2 separate regions of the Rattus norvegicus genome follow, and region 1 is linked to region 2. Evidence: chromatin contacts called from public Hi-C data. All regions are on one chromosome and are shown on one strand. The core of a region is the stretch at or near the end of the contact, and the rest is flanking DNA. Distances in the headings are between cores, read along the strand shown. Region 1 has its middle 81 kb from the start of Dync2i1. Region 2 holds the start of Vipr2 (vasoactive intestinal peptide receptor 2).

What was found. A called contact is a pair of places that touch in the nucleus more often than the background predicts.
Region 1: a contact with region 2 is called in a Hi-C map of the A7r5 cell line, with 2.3 times the contacts expected there. The contact joins the enhancer-like site here to the promoter of Vipr2 in region 2. A contact is called at or near these places in 3 of 12 Hi-C or Micro-C datasets (the A7r5 cell line, the Rat2 cell line and hepatocytes).

The regions. Positions count from the first base shown.
Region 1 is chr6:143,249,301-143,252,000 of GRCr8, reverse strand. No RefSeq gene overlaps it. Among named protein-coding and RNA genes, the nearest start is that of Dync2i1, 81 kb to the left of the region's middle. Within about 2 kb of position 1,325, at least 2 of the 93 cell types and tissues checked have an H3K27ac peak or open chromatin away from gene starts, as enhancers often do. A contact at or near this core is called in the A7r5 cell line, where this site is marked.
Region 2 is chr6:143,143,265-143,146,011 of GRCr8, reverse strand. It overlaps Vipr2 (vasoactive intestinal peptide receptor 2), which reads right to left and starts at 1,489. Exons shown (of 13, transcript NM_017238.2): 1 at 1,328-1,489. The coding sequence starts at 1,375.

The sequences.
Region 1 (2,700 bases), core at 76-2,575, 110 kb before region 2:
TTTCTTACATTCCCCTGATTTATTGTACTCACCTTTGATGTACAGCTACACGTACCACCTGAGTCAACCAGCTGAGCCTCGGTAGGGTAGTATTAAGCTTGCAGACAAACCCCGACTGCTAGAGGGTGGCAGAAAATAAACCAGAACCAGAAAGTCAGAACCGAGAACTAGTGAGCTGCAATGCACAGAAGACCATAGTGCCCTGAAAGGGCAGAGGGACGGAGGGACAGAAATGGCATGATCTATTCCCACCCTGCCCCCACCTGCTGGGGCTGGTCACTCTCTGCTCCCTCCCAGGAGAAAACTACCAAGAAAGCTCCTAAAGAGAAGCCTTTTAAAGACATCTCCCTACTTCTGGGCTAATGTTTGTTGTTTTCTCAGAAACAGCAAGCCTGGATTCATTTTTTCACTAATAAGTAGATTTCTTGTTTATGACCATGGGACAAATGTACTTGTAGATTTGTTCTGTTTGTCTATCTATCTATCTATCTATCTATCTATCTATCTATCTATCTATCTATCATCTACCCATCCAAGGTAAATAACCACATCTAACCACAGACTGAACTGTCCTTCAGAATACATAGAATAAAGCTTACTTTTATCCAGTTCTCATCCATTCTGGGAACAGCGCCAATGTTTTATATGGGGAAATTGCGTTTAAACTACCTGACATTTCAGAAGGACATAGACATAGAGCAAAACATCCCATGGAGGTTAGAGATTCAGGGCTGAGGTCAGATTTCCATTGTGTCGTACTTATCCCTTAACCCTTCAATGCCCTTAAACCATTCTCTTTAGAACAAGGGATTTGGAAGAAGATGAGGAAAAAAAGCCAGGATGGGTGATCTCACTTGGCTCATGGGTTCCTTTCAGGTTCCAAGAGAAAGGAAAGTGAGTTTTGTCTTTGAGGAAGGAAAATTAGACTGGTTGTTCACCTTCCATTAGACACTAGAAAGAAAGAACTAAGACCAAAGTCTTGGGTTTAGCTACAAGTGAAGGAAAACTTGTCAGGTACTCATAAATTAAGCTCACAGATAAATTAGGATTCAGTCTTTTCCATACTTATATACACATCACACGTATGTACATTTTCAACCACATATGTAAGTCCATATAAGGGGAATAAGTGTAATTATCACTGAGCAGGGAGCAGGGCACAGATATAAGAAAATAACTGTACTCTCTCACAGGATTTATTTCTGTCAATGCTACCTTCACGGAGGATCAGCTACAGGCTGGAATAGCTAAGGGCACTCTCCTTTGTAAGAACTGACATGAGGATGGATTGATGACTCAGTCGGGAAAGCCCTTGCCACATGAGCACTCACATAACAAGCTGGGCACAGAGGTAAGCAATGAAAGCTGTGGTCAAACACGGGTAGGAGACTGAGAGCCTGGTGGCAGAGACACAAGATTTCCAGTGTTCACATAACATTTCCCTCAAAGCACAAAGCATTCCTGAAGACAGCCCTGACAGTTTATTATTTGGGTACAGAATTATTGGCACCTTCTGAGTAGAAAATTGGAAATAGGGCTGTAGACAGCCGATGACCCTCAGGCGACTACATGTTTAGCAGTGTGACTAAGCTGTCGCCTAGTGACCAGCACTGGAACTGTAACTCCACACTCCTCGTAGCAGCTGAACTGATTCATGGCGAGATCTGTGGCTTTGTGGACACAGATGCCTTGTATATACATAACCACAAACAAGTTATTCAGAATCTCTGACACCCAGATTCCCAGTCCCCTGACAGTTTCAACTACACACTTGATGTGGTTTGAGGGTTCTATTCTTCTCTGGTTGGCCTTGCTTCATTGGTAGTAGTATTTTACTTCCTATAAGTAGTAGGAATTCTTTCTATGAGCTAGCCATCTTTTATAAAGACATTTTCATGTGGAAGAACTAAAGAGTCCATATTTCCCAGGCTTAGCCATATGCTGAGTTAGCCTTACTTTCTGGACCATGTTTTACCTTGTCCAGTAGTATACAGAAAAATACATGCTTACTTACCTTTGATCAAAGAAAATGTGTTGGGAGGGGAAGACATTCTGAGTGGTTACATGTTATTGACATGGACATAGCCATGTTAAGAACCCTAGTGTCTCAGACCCATAGAGATGGTGAAGCCTTCTTTCTAGTCCAAGTATGAATTTGACAAGTGATTAACCTTTGACTAAAACTAGTTGTCTTAGTTAAGGTTTTACTGCTGTGAGCAGACACCATGACCAAGACAACTCTTATAAGGACAACATCTAATTGTGGCTAACTTATAGGTTCAGAGGTTCAAATTCTATTATCATCAAGGTGGGAGCATGGCAGCATCTAGGCAGGCATGGTGCAGGCAGAGCTGAGAGTTCTACATCTTCACCTGAAGGGAGCTAGTGGAAGACTGACTTCCAAGTAGCTAGAATGAGAAACTTACAACCTACACTCACAGTGACACACCTACTCTAACAGGGCCACAGACCTCCTAATAGTGCCACTCCCTGGACCAAGCGTATACAAACCATCACACTAGTGTAGACAGAAATGAAGAACCACGGCTTCTTTCTCCAGGATGACTGCAACTTGAAACTGCTTCCCTACAGAGGCCTCCTGTTAGCCAATCCTCTCCTCATCCTTCAGCTGTATACAATAAACCCATGTCCTCTTCAGCAGTATTAATAAGTGTGCAGAGTTTCTGGGCTGCTGATCAT
Region 2 (2,747 bases), core at 240-2,739:
GGGGGGTTATGGAACACTTACTCTCATTACTTGTCTGTCTGTCTGTCTGTCTGTCTGTCTGCCTGTCTGTCTCAGTTTCTCCCTGTCTTAACAAAAATTTGCCTTTATAAGACAGTAGTGGAAAGGAATCCTGCTCAGTGAGGTATAGCTATAACCGTGTTTAGTTGTTCTACAGTTGATATAGGCCAGCTAACATCCAACAAGGAATACAGTCTCCTAATGGAATCAAAGGACAAAACTCTAGGTTGGATTTTCTGCCACGTTCACTTCATTTAAAGACCACCCGAGACGCCTTGGATTTACCAGTTACACAATCACCAAAATGCAGAGATCAAGCAACAGCAACTCACTGGTCTAAATTTCAGAACTGATGGGATCATAACTTAAGGTGCTAAAGGCCTGCGATCTCTGACATTCCTGGAACATGGGGAACAATGAAATCTGGGGACATCTGAAAGGTTAAAGTGAATGGAATCCCGAGGCTTCACCAGCATCGTTGTGAAGCTTCCCTCAGCTGCCCGTGGGGGCGGAGAAGATATGCTCCAGAAAACTGAAATTTCATCAACAATGATGGATTTCCTTAAACAACGCCTCCCCTCTTGCTGCACACGCTTAGCTTGGTTGGCTCCCTCAGCCGGAGGCCTAGATGTGTGTGGAGACCTTGAGCTCCACAGGGATGCAGTTCTCAGAGCAGAGAAGGAAACGTAAGAAGTAAGGCTAAACCCTTCTTTTCTTTCCTAAAAAAGGTTTTCAAATAAAGAATAGAGCTCCCGAGAACCACATAAAACCAGTGCAACCCATGTAGCAAACTTCTGTTCAGGGGTTCCTTTGGCTTTCTTAGAAGAAAAAACCGAGTATTTCCAAAAGGAAACTTTCTTAGTCACAGCATTTTCCCCTCTGTCACATACTAAACAAACACACCGACCGGGAGATGGAAAGAGAAATATTTAACCACAGAGTAACAGCAGTTTCCCTCGGAAGCAAAGCCAGAGCAGGTGGCCCAGACAGCGGCCACTCTTTTTTGCAGGGTTCTAGGGATGTCCCCAACTCCAGGGACACTGCCAGACCAGGACCCAGGTCGTCCCGGGAGCCGGGGTCGAGGAGAACCTGGACCCCACTTCTGGCGAACCCGGGACGGCGGTGAGACTAGGAAAAGTGCCAGTGAGTCCAGCAGTCCAGGGATCGGTAAGGCTTCAGTAGGACGCATTCTGCTCTGGACTGTCTCCGCTGGCCCCACGCTCTGCCCGCTCCTGCTGGACTCCGGAGGTGAGCCCAGCGGTCCACTGCAGGATGCGCCTCCTCGGGAAGGGGGCGCGGGTTCACTCACCCGCACCAGCAACCAGCAGTAGCAGGTCAGCACCACCGACGCCCTCATCCTGGGCTCAGCGTGCCGCCTCGGTCCTTGGCGCCCTCAGCAGCACCGGCCCCAGCTCGGGGCCTCCCAGCGCGGATTTCCTCAGTCTCGCGCCTATCGCCCTCTCTGCCTTCCAGTTAGCAAGTCCCGGCCCCGCCCCTCGGCCCAGTCCCCGCCTCGCGTCCCTTCTCCTTTTTGCAGAGCCTCTCCCTGGCACTTAGTCCACCAGATCTCTGTCCAAGCATCCCTCCCTCCACCCCTGCTTCTCCCAGTAGTGCAAGGACCTGGGCCTCACTCCGACCCCCTCCTGGCTTGGGTACTTCCCTTGTCAGCCCTGCTCTCTCGCGCTCCTTCCTCCCGGGCTCCCTTGCTAACTGAGCTGGACTGCCTCTCTCCTGTGCGACCCCACTGTGGGCTGCCATGCCTTTGGAGAGTTGGAGGTTCAAGTAAGGAGATGTTTACCTATGAAGGGTGTCGCTCAGTCCCAGGTAAAGAAACTTGAACGCTGAGGAGACATCTGGCACTAACTTCCTGTGCAGAGCCTGTTATGCAGCTCAAGGAAGAACTGGGTGTGAGCAGAGAGAAAAGAGAAAGCTCTTGTAAGATTTCCCCTGAAGAGCTCAAGGCCAAGTTGAACAGAAAGCAGAAACTACATCAAGGCAAAAGTGGGTCTGCCCATTGGCACCCCAAACCCTCAGGTGTCACGTGTGTGGCCCACTGTACACTTGACTTGCAGGGACGCTGCCACTGCTCCGCTGTGGTTTGCCCCTCGACAGACTAGTCTAGGGAAGAGCAGAAAGCTACCCAGCAGACAATAGCACTAGATTAAGTAAGGCAGGCAAGTTTTAAACTTCTTATTCTGATATAATTTCAAAGTCAGAAATCTAAAGCAGTACAGTACGTATCCTTTACACTTTGGGGTGTCTACCTGCCTGTTAGCTTTCTCCCCATTGAGTTCATCATGTGCTCCATGACATCATGGTCCTATGTAACCGAGGACCTAGGTTTCTGTCTGTTGCCTGTCATCCTTCCATCATCTGTGCATCTGTCTGTGTCTGTCCATCAGACATTATGGAGGAGAAGGTCTGGGCACTAGGTTTGCAGCTTGGGGCCAGGAAGCCTGGGCTCTGGCTCTGTCCACGACTCCTCTTCCAGCCAGTGAACCCAATCCACCTGCACATTTGTAAGTCACGACAGTGACCCCCGCCCTTCCATCCCAGAGGGTTACAATTAGAATTAGGAGAGCTGATACACATGAATAGCTGTGAGGGATACATTCTAAAATCCCTGTTGGATGTTATAGGTCAAACCTGGGTGAGATGCCAGGGCTCCACCCACAGCAATGGCATATGCGGTGAGATGGAGTGATAGTTCTGACAAGGATGAGATACAG